3 separate regions of the Zea mays genome follow, and regions 2 and 3 are each linked to region 1. The links are chromatin contacts, called in public Hi-C maps. All regions are on one chromosome and are shown on one strand. The core of a region is the stretch at or near the end of the contact, and the rest is flanking DNA. Distances in the headings are between cores, read along the strand shown. Region 1 holds the start of LOC100383723. Region 2 holds the start of LOC100276558. Region 3 holds the start of LOC103653829.

Region 1 (5,132 bases), core at 1,357-3,856:
ATCCATTGGTCTAACAGAAAAAATAATAATTCGAATAATTGCTGTTGGGCATCCTTGAATCTAAGAGTTTTTGCTTTGCTCCAGGACTTCAGGAACTTCTACTTAATGACATTCCCTTAGGATAATGTTTTGAATATAAGAGCTTTTGCTTTGCTTTACCTTATGAAAATCCAAATATAAAGCAACAGCGTACTGTGTAGTTATAACATATAACAAATATGTGTGCCAGTAAAGAAATGCTAACACGGACAGGCCCAAACCAAGTTCAAGCAATTTAGTACATACCAGAGGATTTATTCTTGTCAGGATAATGTTTTTATCTTGTAATCTTATAACTGGACGTGTCATTGGTTGCTGGTTATCAGACAATGGTGGAACAATCTCAGGTTGTGCTTTATACACTTTTCCATCATCATAGACCTGATCACCTTCTATATATTGCTTTAGGATGGACTTATCATCCTGGTACCTCTTGATCTCTGATAGCATACCATTCCTACGTTGTGGATCAGTCTCATTACTCAGCTTTCTTTGAAGTGCGTCAATTCTGTCCTCAAAAGACCGTGATGTATTGGCGACAATCAATGTCTCATCAAGGTCAAATACAATACCCAGGCACCGAAGATTTAACATGGTCAAGCAAGAATTATACAAACCAAATGGCAATTTATAGCCCCAGAAACATGCATGATTTGTCAAGTTTCTTCTGGATGTCATCGCAACTAAATGCAACTCTTCATCTCCAAGTGGAACAACCGCAGTCTGAAAGCACAAGGAATTAAAGCATTCAATGTGATATATACAGTGTAGAACCATAAATGTAGTTTCCAAATAGAATATGAGGGAAATGAAAGAGTAAGTGGAAGGTGAAGATGGATGTTGAAATCTCTAGCTCTAACACTTGATGCCAGAGCTACAGATCTTAAATTCTCGGTGATATTTAAGAAGATATGGGACATCAAGGCATGGAGAACCAGTTGAAGGAAAAAACTTTGGTCAAAAAAATGCAAAATCTGAATTGGCTATCACTTCATCATATCCTGAATTCTAAAATCAGATAAAGTTTAATATTGAATATGGAAATGTCGATACCAAAGCAAAGGGACTTTGACTTACAGGATTGCCATGAAAAAAAACATTTGCACATGTTTGTATATTTAGTCAAACCTAATAGAGAAGCACTTGAGTGGTAGCAACTTCATGTGACAGACCTAGGCATTCCATATTATACGTTTTAATGTTCAGCTCATTATCAGAAATTAGGAATCAAAATTCAAATCATATTAGTGTGATGTACAACGTTATCTCAACTAACACTACATCCAGTGATTCAAAGTCCACAAGTACCACATAAATGTCATATTTTCACAAGCTATTAGATGTGTGTCCCAGTTCCAAAGCACCAATACATGTCATTCAGACATCCAAATTGTGAAACTTAAATCTCTGTTTCTGAAGCCCTTCAAACTAGCCTCAGTGAAGTTAAAAATTCTGTAGTTTGGTTGATTGTGGAGTTAGGAATGAGTTCAAAGATATCAGTGCATTCTTAGCCACCGTTGACATCCTGCCAAAAATCCTTGTCCAGTGACCGTTCAAGCAAGATTAACAGAATTACAGAATTATTCAAATCCTATGTAAGAACTAATTATGTCCTGGTAAGCTTGTCCATGTAATAAGAATTAAAAAATTCCTTCCATCAAAGCGTCCATCATGTAAAATTTCTGACATGTAAAATCTCGTATGTCCTTTCATGTGTTTTGATTATTCTCTCTTTTTTTACGATGGATGTGAACCTCTTTTTATGTCAGGAATAATCTGTATATACCTTGTTCTCCCTGAGGCAAGCGGTGTGCATGACGACGAGAGGCGGCACAACGTCGGCGACAACGGGCGGCCTGGACTCCATGACGAGGCATCGGGCGCCGACGGCCACGGTGTGCATGACGGCCAGCGGAGGGCACCGCTCGCTGGGCGGGGAAATGCGTTCAACGCGGATTTCTCGCGCCCACGCCGCCATGGTCAGGCCCGCGCTCGCCTCGCCCTTGGGCCACACCTCCACCTCTCCGATTGAGGTGTTCACGTAATAAACCATCGACTTGAACATTCTCTCCAGATCCAGCAAAAAAACAAGCAGATCCAAAACGGATCAAGCAGATCCGCAGGGTCAAGGGTTCGTTCTGGACGTCCAAAACAAGGGCCCTGGTTCTCAAGGTAGATCTGCAAGCCTTGCAGGTCGGTTCTTATGAATCGTCCGAAACAGCAAAAAAAAACACACAAAAACAACTGATAGGGGGGAAGCCAGGTAGATGTGTTTGTGTGTGGTCTTAATCAACGATGTTTAAGATCGTGTTCGAATTCTTCACTGTCTCTGACAGACTTTGTGCGTCAGGTGAAGATTCGCAGGGTGGCTCGCTCAAATCTAGGGCAGTTCGTGCGCCACCGCGTCTACGGCGGCCGAGTTGGGGAGGTGGGAAGGGGAGGAGAGGAATGTGAACTGTGAAGTCGGGAGAGGCGTGAAACCCTAGCTTTTGATGGGATTGCAGCACCGAGCTGGAGAGCGCATGGATTTATTTTGGCAGGTGGAGGGGGATGGGGCATGGGGGTTGCGGCAGGCACGGGAGAGGGCGTGGGCGGATAGGGATAGCCGGATATAGGCATGGGCAAAAAGAACCGGAACTGAGGAACCGAACCGAAATAACCGAGAACCGAAACTGAACTAATCGAACCGAAGGAACTGTTATGAAATTCGGTTCTGGTCTTTTGAGAACCAAAATAAATGAGATATTTTCGGTTCTGCACTCCAAAGAACCGAAAAACCAAAAGTATTAGATTCAATTTGTTACATGTGTTTGTAACTTCGGATGTTGTTTTATCGACTTATGTTGAACCTCTAATCATCCATGTATTATCTATGAAATTATGGTCATTGTGCACTTGTGGTTGTTTGTGGGAAGATGTTGCTGAAATTTCTCATAAAAGTTGTCGTTATTCAGAATTTTAGAGTGATTGTACAGTTCGGTTAGAACCGAGGAACCAAACCGAAGAACCGAGAATCGAACTAGTCGGTTCTGGTTTCTTTATCTTTTTATTTCGGTTCTAGTTTTTGAAGAACCGAGAAACCGAACCGAAGTACCAAACGCCTAGTCCTAGCCGGATAGCTTGCTCCGTTTGTATTATCGCCTGGCAACTGCTGTCGCCGTGCTTTTTTTATTTATCGCATTTTAAAATAAATTAACTGAGTGACAAATATTTTAGGACATAGTTAGTATTATAAATTTATGTGTGTTTTTACATTTTTTATTTTGTATTAATAAAAATTGTACTATAATCACTTTTATAATAATCATGTAATTAAATTATTGAAGTTGTAAAAATAATATTTTATAAATTTATTATTTACTCCATTAATATATTAAATTTAAATTTTAATTCGTTTTGTGTTAAAAGGTACAAACAGTCTAATTTTTTATATCTTAGTAAATAAGATAAATTAGAACCTAAATTTTATATATCAGTAAAATAAATAATTAAGTATATCTGAAATACTCTTTGAAATTCGAAATAGTTTAATTATACAATGGCGGTATGAAAAACTTGACAGTTGTAGATTTTTTCTTCTAATTTTTCATTTACGCCTCCTCCATGGCAAAATAGTTTAGTTCTAGGAACGTGTGGTGGGCGGGAGGGTGTTTGACCGCTTTTTTACAAAGCAATGTTACTAGAGAATGAGAGAGATCGATCGTTTTTTCTCCATAATTCTTGCTAAGTGGTTATCCAAAAAATAGATGTTTTAATCACATAATAAAAGATTTTCTAAGACCATTTGCATTAACAGGGTCGTACCTGAGGGGTACAGAGGGTGTGGCCGCACCGGCCCCCAAAAACAGAGGCCTCCTCCCTAGCCACGGGATGCTAGCACTTTTTTTTGTTAAATCTATCTATCCTAGACACATACGTAAAGAGCGATGTGCTATCGACCAGTCTCGTTTAGATTGTTAAACTAATGTCTCAATTACTTATCGAATACTCCATCCGTTCTAAAATAGTATTTGTTTTATCTCTTGATTTTTATGTTTATATTCAACTAGATGATGATGAATCCACTGAAGAAGCAAAACGAATTCTATTTTGATATAGAGAGAGTATTATTTACTATACACATGATGGTTGCATCGGTGGATGGAAGCTTTTTAAAATTAAAATATTTTTGTGAACTATTTAAGGTCAACAATAACTCAAGAGAGGTTAAATGGTTTGGCGATTCTATGTGTCGAAAAGAAATTATTGGATGAGGTTGATCTAATAATATAATCGTTGATTTTGTATCACAAAATATTAGAAGATGTTTTTAATGATATCAAATAATAAGTAAGTGCTTTTGGCTATATTTTACATTTGTCATCTTATAAACTCTAAAACAGCATAATAATTTTATACGTCAAATACTCAATTATATATATACTAGTCGGTTACCCGTACTTTGCGATGGCTCACAGCGATACCCACATAAATTATCCACCAAAAAGATCTCAAGATTTTTTATTGATTGTCTCCGCTCTTCGCATAATATTTTTTTTATGAACGCACGGGTACCATATGCAGCAAATCAGAGACCCTCATCTCTCGTTTCTCCCACTTTCAAGGTTTCATAGAGCAGGAGGGGAAGGGAAGAGGCGGACATGTATGTTCGTTGCCGGAGAAGGACACAACGAATACCTAGGTATCTGGAGGCGACATAGGTAGTGTACCGCTAGATATATAGGGAGAGAGCATGAAAGCGGAGAAAGGAGCCCAGCCGGAGCAGCTCCAAACCGAGAGGCACCCGCACCAGACGTCAATCCGAGAAGGGCAAGAGAATGTGAGTGTCTTCCCAGCCTTGGACCCACCGGAGCGACACAACAACACCACCAACTCTATTGCATATGCCGACTGCTGCCATGTTATGGGCCTTGGTTGTCCAATATCTCAGACCTAAACTCCTTATCGCCAAGATAACCTAAGCATGGTAGACGCCACCATGTCCTCCTCTCTGGCACGCACGGAGAAAGGCCAAGAGCATTGAAAGTCGTCTAGAGGGGGGTGAATAGGTGAAACCTGAAATTTATAAACTTAAACACACACTAGAGGCCAGG
Region 2 (5,132 bases), core at 1,210-3,709, 630 kb after region 1:
AAACGAGTCCGCGAGAGAGGGTGCAAAACAAATTTCAAGCAAACGAAGAGTGTGACACGCGGATTTGTTTTACCGAGGTTCGGTTCTCGCAAACCTACTCCCCGTTGAGGAGGCCACAAAGGCCGGGTCTCTTTCAACCCTTCCCTCTCTCAAACGGTCCCTCGGACCGAGTGAGCTTTCTCTTCTCAATCACTTGGAACACAAAGTTCCTACAAGGATCACCACAAGATTGGTGTCTCTTGCCTCAATTACAAGTAAGTTTGATCGCAATGAAAGAATCAAGAAAGCACGATTGAAAAGGCCAAGCGACAAGAGCGACAAATAACACACAGATCACTTTCTCTCCCAAGTCACTAATCACTAATGATCTCTTTTCTCAATGGTGAAACTTGGAGAGATGGAGGCTTTGAATGTGTCTTGGAATGGATTGCTAGCTCTTGTATTGAATGTTGAAGGTTGGAATGCTTGGTTGTGTGAATGGAGGTGGTTGGGGTTGTATTTATAGCCACCAACCACTTCCTAGCCGTTACTCCATTCTGCTGAGCGCGGACGGTCCGCCCGCCAGGTCCGGACGGTCCGCCCCTGTAGATCAACGGCTGAAAAATGCAACAGTCAGCAGTAACGGCTATATCAACGGCTATATTGCATTTAATGCATCGTCAGATGTCAGACAGACCCAGTCGCGGACGGTCCGGTCGTGCACCCCGGACGGTCCGCGAGGCCGCTATAATTCATTCTTCCGAACCCGTCACCTTCGGGTTTTTCGGATCCTTGCCTACCGGACGGTCCGCGCCTAAGGCCGGACGGTCCGCGCCTGAGGCCGGACGGTCCGAGCGAGGTCTCAGACGGTCCGCGCTTATCCTCCGGACGGTCCATAGTGCAGACTCGGATTTTTGCATTGGTTCTGTCCGAAGATTATCCTGGTGTCGCGGACGGTCCGCCGCAAGGGCCCGGACGGTCCGCGCTTGGCCTGTTTTTCCAAAAAGCTTCTCCTGTCCAGAATAATCTACGGTATTCCGGACAGTCGATTTAGTATAGTTGTAGATGAACCTTTGGCACCTGTAGAACATATAATCTAGAGCAAACTAGTCAGTCCAATAATTTGTGTTGGGCAATTCAACCACCAAAATCAATTAGGAAATAGGTGTACGCCTAATTCCCTTTCACCTCATCGCGGAGTAGATCGACATAGTTGTGGATCTCATCGACCGAAGCCTCGACGAAGGGCCGCCATGACTCGAAGGTTGCAGAAACCGATGCTAGGGCCCCGAGTCGCGTTGGAGGCACCACCTCGATGTCATCTATGCGCTCGGTCGTCGCGGCGACTTGGGCGTCGAGATCCGCGCGGATCGACGCTGGGCTCGTGACGGCGAGACTGGCCTCCAGATGTTGTAGGGACGTGGAGTTCCGAGCGACGGTGGACTCGAGTGTGGACTAGCGTGCGTCCTACGCAGATAGGCGGTCACAGATGTCTCGGAGAAGCTTGGACTATTCCTGGATCGCCATCTTCAGGTTGAGCTCCATGGATCCGGAGTCCTTCGCGCGGCGCGTGTAGTAGGCGTGCGCCAGCCCTAGATCGGTGTCTCCGATACCAATTGTTAGGCTCCCACAAGCACCGGATCTGGATAATGAGGGAAATCAGCAGAAGAATGGTTTTGGAGAAAGAAGGGGATGGAATACGGGGAGAAGATAGTTGTCGATATATTTCTCAGCATAATTCTCACCGTTCACTGTTCACAACGTTTAAGTATCAGCTATTACAAAGCCCACGACCCATTATGCCACCTAATCTTCTCCTAGGAATATAGCATTGGGCTTTTGTTGCAGCGATCTAGCACTAGATCAGTAGCATCTGCCGTTGGCTTCTGCTTCTCAGACGCACGACTTCTTTGGGATGCTGACACGACGTGTCGCCCCGCCTGTGGTGGTGACGCGGGAGAGCCCAAACGGGATGCGCCTATGAGCGGGCGGCGCTCAGGTCGCCGGCCAGGGAGGGAGCTGGTGAGGTGCTCCGTGTGGCCGAGCGGGCGACGGATTGGGAGAAGAAACGTTGGCAAATTTTCGCACTAGAGCACAAATTTTTGGCTTGCGGGAAAATCGGGGAGACATTGGCAATTTTGCTACTATGATTTACGGTATTCGCCAGTATGTCATCGGACCTATAAATTATAGACATAGATGGTCCTACCAGTTATAGACACGAGATAGCATAATAACAGACAACCAAAATTGAGAGTGGCAAAATCACAAATTTCTCAAAATCGGGTGAGTTGATAGGGCTCGGTTGGACGGTTGTTTTTCAATTAGAGATGCTCTAGTATGAAAAGGACTACCTCTGGCCCGGGCGAAGTCGACTGCTTAACTCAATGGGCCGTGCATCTTCGGTAATCTTTGTTTTTGGGGGGAATGCAGAGCCCTTATTCTTGGTTGGGCCACGGCCTCAACACCCAGCCGCCGCCGCCCGGCAGTTCCGTCTCCCTTCTTCGCCTTCTCAGTCAAGCTAAAACCTCGCTCGCCTCGTCCAGTCAGACATGGCATGAAACCCTAGGGCGCCCGCCTCCCCTCCGCAATTTGCCATTGCGCTCCGCGATGCAGGCATCCGCGCGCCTCTCCTACTCCGTGGCCTCCAGGAAAGGTGAGTAAAGCTAGTAATCAAGCCTATTTCGCCCCGCGCCTCCCGTGTTCGATCCAAGCTCTGGGTTTTGGCCGCGGTGCAGACATTGATGTGATATTATTTGCCTAATATGTTCCCTCTTTCCAGTGATCGCGGGTGTCTCTATCGCGCCCCCACGGTCGTGCTATCGGACCTCCCGAGGGAAGGCGCATGCGGCGCCGCTGCCTGCGCAGGAGCCGCCACCGAAGGGGCTGAAGAGGATTACAAAGCAGGAGCGGAGGGTTCGAATAGTGGAATTTGTTGAGAAGTAGGTTACTTTTTTTTCACTGTATTTTCTGGTTGTAGAGTTTATCTTTTTGGGTCATAGGTAGCAATTGTGTAGCTTTCGGCTTATTAGCACTTCTGTTTGGCTCTCGAGCTTAGTAATAGACACTTAGTGTGCGTTTGGTTGGGCTGTGAACTATGAAAACATAGCTGTGAGTTGTCTGCTGTGAAAAAACTGTTGTGAGCAAATAAAGCTGAAACTCGTTTGGTTCAAACTGTTGTTAGTTCTCCACTGTAAACAAAATGTATATTGTTTATATGCAATTTGTTTAACTATATTTCTTAATCAATATATTTAATTAAAACCTATTTCACATTTGTGTTCATGATTGTTTTACAAATAAATCAATTTTACAATTCCATTTTTCATCTTTTTATTAAAAATATTTTTTATCTTATTTATTATAACTTAATTGTTTTTAATCATATTTTAGTTTCTATTTGCTACATCTGCTCTGCTTATTAATATAGCGAACTTGGATAAGCAGTAAAAGCAGAGTCCAAGCGACTTTCAAATGTGTACTACAGAAAAGTTGTCTTTTCAAAGTAGCTGCAGAAAAGCTGAACCCTTTTGGTTCGGTTTCTGCTTTTTTTAAGCAGAAGCAGCATTAAGGTTGACATTTGAGATTTAGAAATTAGAAATGTGGCAGAACTCATTCACATCTGTAGGTTTCTGATAAAGATTGGTAACTATGTCTAGGAGTTATAAAAACGTTTTTTTTTCCTGGTTAGCGTTTTTTCCTGGTTAGTTAGTTATTCGTGTGACTCTTAAACCTTGTGTTTCTATTTAGTGCAGTTATAGGGCTTCAAACGAAGGCAAGTTTCCTACTGTAAAAAATATCTGTCAGCAAATTGGAGGTGGTTACTATGCAGTGCGTGAGTTACTTCAAGAAATGAAATATAATCATGCAAAATTACCACTGGGTAATGCTAAGGCAGCTCCACTTCAAACAACAGTTGAAGTCACTGAACACCCCATGCCTAAGGATGAAGCTAGAGTGGTTGAAAGTCAAGGAATACTAGAAGTTTCTGAGCACTCCATGGCCAAGGATGATGCTGAAGTGGCTCAACCTCAAGGAACAGCTGAAGTTTTTGAGCACTTCTTATCTAAAGATGAAGGTAAGGTGGCTCAGTGTCAAGGAACGTTTCACTTTCCTGAGCACTCAAGACCTAAGGATGACAGTGGAAAGACTGCTCGACATGATATGGACACTTCAGAAACCTGTAAGACTGCAGATGCCCCAGCTTTATCTGATCTAACAGAGAATGAGGGAATTTTATCTGACCAAACAGAGAGTGAGGTAATGAAGGACCTAACTGTATGAAGCCAAAATATTCTCTTGAGATGGTTATTTTTGTGCTTAGCAAAAATAAAAATAAAAATGGACATATGTCTTAAGATCATCGTGCATGTGCAGGACAAACCAGATCCTGGAAATCAGCAAAGAGAAATAGAAGCTAACAAATTTGATTTGAAGAATTTCGAAAAAAATCTGAATGCAAATGATTCAAACGCATCAGATCAAAGTGGAAGTGATACGGTGAATGAGGCAAAGACACATGCCAGGTATTGCCCTATTGGGCTTTTACGTGCAAAATGCTTTTGTTTCAGTGTCATTAGAACCATCATGTTGAAATTAATTGATAAGATTTATAGTATGCTAAAAGTTGTTATGCCCTGTATGGTTTAGTTCTTTTGTTATGATCAACTACTTGGACTTGGCAAGAGGACTGCTTCTGCCACTTAGTGTGTACAATTGGTTAATTCAGGCTGTGGAAGATGAATTTTCCCTTAGACTTAGGTAGAGAATTGCTATTAACTAACTGGTCAACTGACACGTAGTTCCTGGATTCCCTGGAAATATAGCTTTGCCAAACAGAACTTAAATTCCATCAATTTGTGCCAATGACTGGTTCAACCAATTTATTCCTAGTCATTGTGGAGTCACTTCAATTCTGATATTTGAGAGGACAGTTCTATGCAACATAGTGAACCTTGTGACTTGGTAGATTTTACAAGAAAGACTGAACCGGTTAGTTTCTGGCTGGCTTTACTCAGAATTCAGGTGGTGACCAGGAACTAGGAAAGCCTTGTATTAGAATGCACAGCCAATATTGTTTTGTCGAGCTGCTCTATTCTCTAAGATAACTAACACTTAACACATCCTGCCCAGTTCATCATAGTTCATAAAGG
Region 3 (5,132 bases), core at 1,890-4,389, 560 kb after region 1:
TTGCAGACATGAGCACAAAGCCCATCTAGCCCATTTGGTAGAGCACAAGGCTTCTAACCATGTGGTCGTGGGTTCAAGCCCCATAGTTTGCATTTTTATTTGTTTTTTTGTTTATGTCGTTGGTGTGTCCGCTCAAATTTATTTCTCGCCTAGATTTTTTTTTATCTTTGTTTTGTCACTGAAGTCAGTTCAGCTTATATAATTTACCTATACTTACACTGAAGTTTTGCTAAAAATTTCTAGCCATCTGTCCCTTCCAAGGTGTAAGGATTACTGCTACATTGAACAACATTTGAACTCTGAAAACAGAGAGAAATACAAAGACCAAAACATACTGAGAAAATAAAAAAAAGATTGTTATTACCTGAGAATGCATTGCAACAGCACGACCAACGCCAACTCCAATAGTCGTCCTTTGTCCTACATTCGACAAAACAAGGAAATTATGTACCATATCACCACTGGTTTTTCTCGCAGCAAGACACTAAGCAGTACAGGGAATCATCAGTCACAAAAATAATTAGGCCACCATAACTCGACAACATTGCATCACAAAATAAATCTAGTTTTTCGATTACCTGCTTTCTCTGATGAATACATGCTCCAGCTGTGAAATGCCCCTATCTTAAAAAAACTCGACCTGTAAGGCATTATATTAAGAATAAGATCTGCAAAAGCCCCAAGACAAAAAAAATATACCTAATGAATTATTTTAAAAAAATGAGTAGTGGCTAGATAAAAAAATCTAGGTGAGAAATAAATTTGAACCGACACACCAGCGACATAAACAAAAAAAAGCAAATAAAAATGCAAATAGTGGGGTTTGAACCCATGATCACAAGGTTAGAAGCCTTGTGCTCCACCAAGTGGGCTAGATAGGCTTTGTGCTCATGTCTGCAACAAATATGTTAATAACACAACCGAGCTCGGCGCCAAGATCTGCCACGCGTCTGGGTTGTGCCAACGCAACACGACCTCGGCGTCATAGCCTATGGCGCCGAGCTGTGTTACTTCGACGCCATAGGCTATGGCGCCGAGCAAAGGGTCCAAAAATGACATTAAAATTTTTTAAGATCTAAACGTGAATTTTTTTCCGAAAAATGGCTAAAATACAAAAAATTCAGTCCGAACTCCTCCCCCGTATCTTGTGGACGGATAAACCAACGTATACGTAGGGATGAAAACGGTTTCGGAATTTTTCGGAATTCCGGAAACCGATTTCGAAATTTTTCGATCGGATTCATCGGTAATGGTATTTTTCGAAAACGGAATCGGTTTTCGGAATTTTCTATCGGAATCGGTATCGGAATCGGCGTGGTGTTTTACCGACCGTTTCCATCGGTTACCGGTTTTTGTCGGAAATTACCGGATTTATGTCTCGGAAATTTCCGGAATTGTGTCTCGGAATTTTTTCGGAATTTTTTTCGGAATTTTCCAGCATGTGATTTTTTTCGCATCGCATGTACATCTCTGGATAAGGATTACTTATTTTGTATTTTTTGGACGCTTTAAGATTTTTTTGGGTTAGATGGTGTTGGAAGGCAGTTGAGATTAACGATTTGGTCTCTCGAACGAATCCACCATTTTCTATGCACATGTTATGTATTAGTAATATATAACGATAGAGAGCCGACAGTCTGTCTTTTCCACACACTAGATTTTAGGATTTTCCTGTGAGGCTGTGAAAAAACCTTTTATGTAAGGAAAAAATATTTCATGAGTAAGTATGTCATGTCAACTAAATCGAGTGGATATTGTGAATTGTGAACTTTGAATATGTTAACTTGTGATCTTTATGAACTTGTTATACTGTGAACTTGTTATATTGTGAACTTCTGATCTTTGTAAACTTTTTATATTATAAATTTGTGATCCTTGTGAACTTGTTATATCATGAATTGTGAACTTGTGGTATTTGTGATGTTTTGTCAATTTTGTTTTATTGTGAAGTTTGATATGTTTACCGATCATATTTTAGATTTCGACCGTTACCGGTGTATTTTCCGCACCGAACTTTCGTTTCCGATGTTTCCGAAATACCGATATCGTTTCCGTTTCCGGAGTTACCGTTTTCGATTTTGTTTCCGATAAAAAATATGAAAACGGTAATGATTTTAGTGTTTACCGACCGTTTTCATCCCTACGTATACGTAGGGCCGATCCGTCCGAGCTGCCTGGCTGCCTGCCAATCCGCACAACGGGAGAGCCGAGAGCGCGCCGCGCGAATCCGATGGCGAGAAGCCGAGGAGGAGGATCCGCGTGCCACGCACGCACGCTTCGCCCCTCCAACGGTCGGCTCGGGTTCAAAAGGCACTAGAGACGGTGAAAAGGACGCGAGACCGCACGCAACGGTCAGCGCTCTGTCGCGGGCGTCCAGCACGGCAAAAGGAATCCGGTCCGGTCGCATCGGCATCTCCCTCCCTCCGCCCTGACCGCTCGTAGCCGTTGGGCGTTGGCCGTTGTTTGTTGGGCGAGGCTCCGCCGCTCGCGCACGCACCAGCTCGAGGTGGCCCAGATTCAAACCAAACGTGCCTTGCATTTGAACCATTCAGGGATCGGCAGCACGCATTGAAACGCAAAACAGAGGCAGTGTCGACACAACTGCAGAAACACTGCTCGTGGGCTCGTGCGTAGCGTAACCAGCCCTGGGGCCTGCAAAGCAAAACTGTCCTCCGTCCGATCTCGCAAACTCCCTCGCGTGCGATTGGCTTTCACCGTGCGTTACCCGTCACAATGACGATTATTAACAGAGCACAGTACCAGACCAAAGTTCATCACCTAGCTTAGCAATACACGCGTGTCTGGTGACGGCTGGTGCTGGTCCCGTTTTTTTTTTAAGACGAGATGATGAAATAATCAAGGCCCAGGCCCCGCGATGTTGTAACGGATAGCGACCCCACCGAGCCCCCCGGGTCCAACTCCTGTGGACGTATTCCTCGTAGACCACACTGACCGAGGCGATGCATCCTTCCGTCCCCGCCCGTCGGTCCACGGCAGCACCGTGAGCCGCCAACGTCCCCCACGTTCGTTCGTGCGTGCGCGCACGAGCCTCGAGGTCATCCATCCGATCCGCACAAGAGAGGATTTCAAATCCCCGTCTCGCTCTCGCATCAGCATCCGCTTTGCGTTTGCTCTCATCACAGGCGCGCGGTACGGGTTACGGAGCACTAACTAACACAGAGCACGACGCACGCTGACACAAAAATTATTTCGCCTAAGCGCACCTCCCCACGCGTGCTTATATACCACCCAAGTCACCAGCGCACCAAGTCACAGTCCAACGGACTCTTTCCTTCACTCCACTCCACTCCCAGTCGCAGAGTCGCAGTCCGTACCGTAGCTCCTCCTGCCACCAGAACCCACCATGGGCCTCTGCTTCAGCAAGAAGAAGCCACCGGCCAAGCCGGGAAAGGTCGCCGCCGCGGTCTCCGACGACAAGGCCAAGAAGAGTCCGGCGCAGCAGCCCAAGAGAGCGGCGGCGGCGGCGGCGAACAAGGCTGCGGTGTCCGCCAAGGACGCCGCGGTGCCCGGGGAGGAGAAGAGGAGGCGGTCGGGATCGCAAGGGCCGGCGGCCGAGAAGCAGCTGCCGGTAGTGCTGGTGCCGTCGGCGCCGGTGCGCACGTCCAGCTGCACCAAGGAGGAGGTGGACGCGATCCTCATCCAGTGCGGCCGGCTCAGCCGGAGCTCGTCCGGGGCCGGAAGGGCGGCGTCGACCGGCGACACGGCAGCGTGCGGCGGCGGGCACCGCAGGAGGCGCTCGGGGTCCAAGCGCAGCTACGACTTCGACCAGGACGGCGGCGCGGACGAGGAGTGCGACTGGGAGAGGCAGGGGCGCGCGGCGCCCGTGTCCAGCAGCAGGCCGTCGCCGCACCGAGGCTCGCCGCAGCGCAAGCGGTCGGGAAGCCGGGAGAGGAGCGGCGCCGGCGCCGGGAGCCGGAGGGCCAGCCGGTCGCCCGGGAGACGCGCTGATGGCGCTGCTACCTCTGCGGGATCCGGCGGCGGGGACCGCGCCAGGCAGCAGCCGGGGAAGATGGTGTCCGTGCCCGCCAGGGAGAAGGGGCGCGCGCCGTCGCCCGTGGCCGCGTCTGGGAAGCGGTGCGCGTCTCCGAGGTCGAGCTCTCCCGCGAGGATGGCAGCGGGGACGGGGAACGAGAATGCTGGAGCTTGCGGACCGGCGGCGGGGCCGGCGCCGGTGCTCAGCCGGAGCTCGTCCAGGAAGAACGAGCAGTCCCCGTACAGGCGCTGCCCCATGGCCGAGCTCGACGACAACGCTCTCCGTAACAGCAGCAACCACGGTGCCAGGCCGCACAAGGTAAAAAAATCAGCCAGACAAAACTCGAATTGAATTTTGCTCCGGTTAGTGCAAGTTCTACCGTACCACTCGCGAGGCTCAAACTTCTGCTCCGACTTCAGAAATCTGCTGAGACTGCCGTCGCCGCGACGCCCAGGAAGGCTACGGGGCGTGGGAAGGAGCCGACGGCGGTGAAAGAAAAGCTGGAGATCACAGAAGCGTCAGAGACGAGAGCGCACTCGTCCAAGACGTCGTCGAAGACGACCACGACGCCCACGCTGAGCGTCGTGGCCGAGAGCCTGACCCAAATGCCCGGTGCGGCGCAGCCAGGCTGCCGATCGCGGCGGGCTTCGCGCGACTTCGACCAAAACCCCGGCTCGTACGCCACACAGCTGCTCGAAGACATCCACAACTACCATCAGCAGTCCACCTCCGCCACGCCGGCGACGCCGTCCATCTCGCTCCCGGCGTGCGTCGCCAAGGCCTGCTCCATCGTCGAGGCCGTGGCGGACCTCAACTCCTCGTCGTCGGAGAACCGCGCCTACGAGCACGAGCCTGGCCACTCCGCCGATGACAAAGGCTCCGTCAACGCGCCGGTAGGCAGCGGCAGCGACGGCTTCGTCGAGCCGAGCGCCGCCGCGCGGAAGCACCTGCTGCCGGCGCGGGACGCCCACGCGGAAACCGAGCCCCAGGAGTCGGCCGGGAGCAACAGCGTCTCCGGCCACCCGTGGACGCCCTCCTGGGAGCCCACCTCGGCCGAGTCCACGGACCGGACGTGGAGCACCGGCGACGAGGTTGTCGAGCAGTCCGGCAGTCACGGCGGCCGCTGCAGCCCGATGAA

Evidence for each region. A called contact is a pair of places that touch in the nucleus more often than the background predicts.
Region 2: a contact with region 1 is called in a Hi-C map of ear, with 2.4 times the contacts expected there. The contact joins the promoter of LOC100276558 here to the promoter of LOC100383723 in region 1. A contact is called at or near these places in 2 of 25 Hi-C or Micro-C datasets (ear and tassel).
Region 3: a contact with region 1 is called in a Hi-C map of tassel, with 3 times the contacts expected there. The contact joins the promoter of LOC103653829 here to the promoter of LOC100383723 in region 1. A contact is called at or near these places in 3 of 25 Hi-C or Micro-C datasets (bundle sheath, endosperm and tassel).

The regions. Positions count from the first base shown.
Region 1 is chr4:151,890,910-151,896,041 of Zm-B73-REFERENCE-NAM-5.0, reverse strand. It overlaps LOC100383723, which reads right to left and starts at 2,606. Exons shown (of 16, transcript NM_001321632.1): 1 at 1,826-2,606; 2 at 286-762. The coding sequence starts at 2,104.
Region 2 is chr4:151,257,830-151,262,961 of Zm-B73-REFERENCE-NAM-5.0, reverse strand. It overlaps LOC100276558, which reads left to right and starts at 2,459. Exons shown (of 6, transcript NM_001150318.2): 1 at 2,459-2,635; 2 at 2,762-2,921; 3 at 3,735-3,754; 4 at 3,896-4,239; 5 at 4,357-4,505. The coding sequence starts at 2,590. It also overlaps the pseudogene LOC118477077.
Region 3 is chr4:151,336,056-151,341,187 of Zm-B73-REFERENCE-NAM-5.0, reverse strand. It overlaps LOC103653829, which reads left to right and starts at 3,139. Exons shown (of 2, transcript XM_008680635.3): 1 at 3,139-4,312; 2 at 4,414-5,132. The coding sequence starts at 3,365.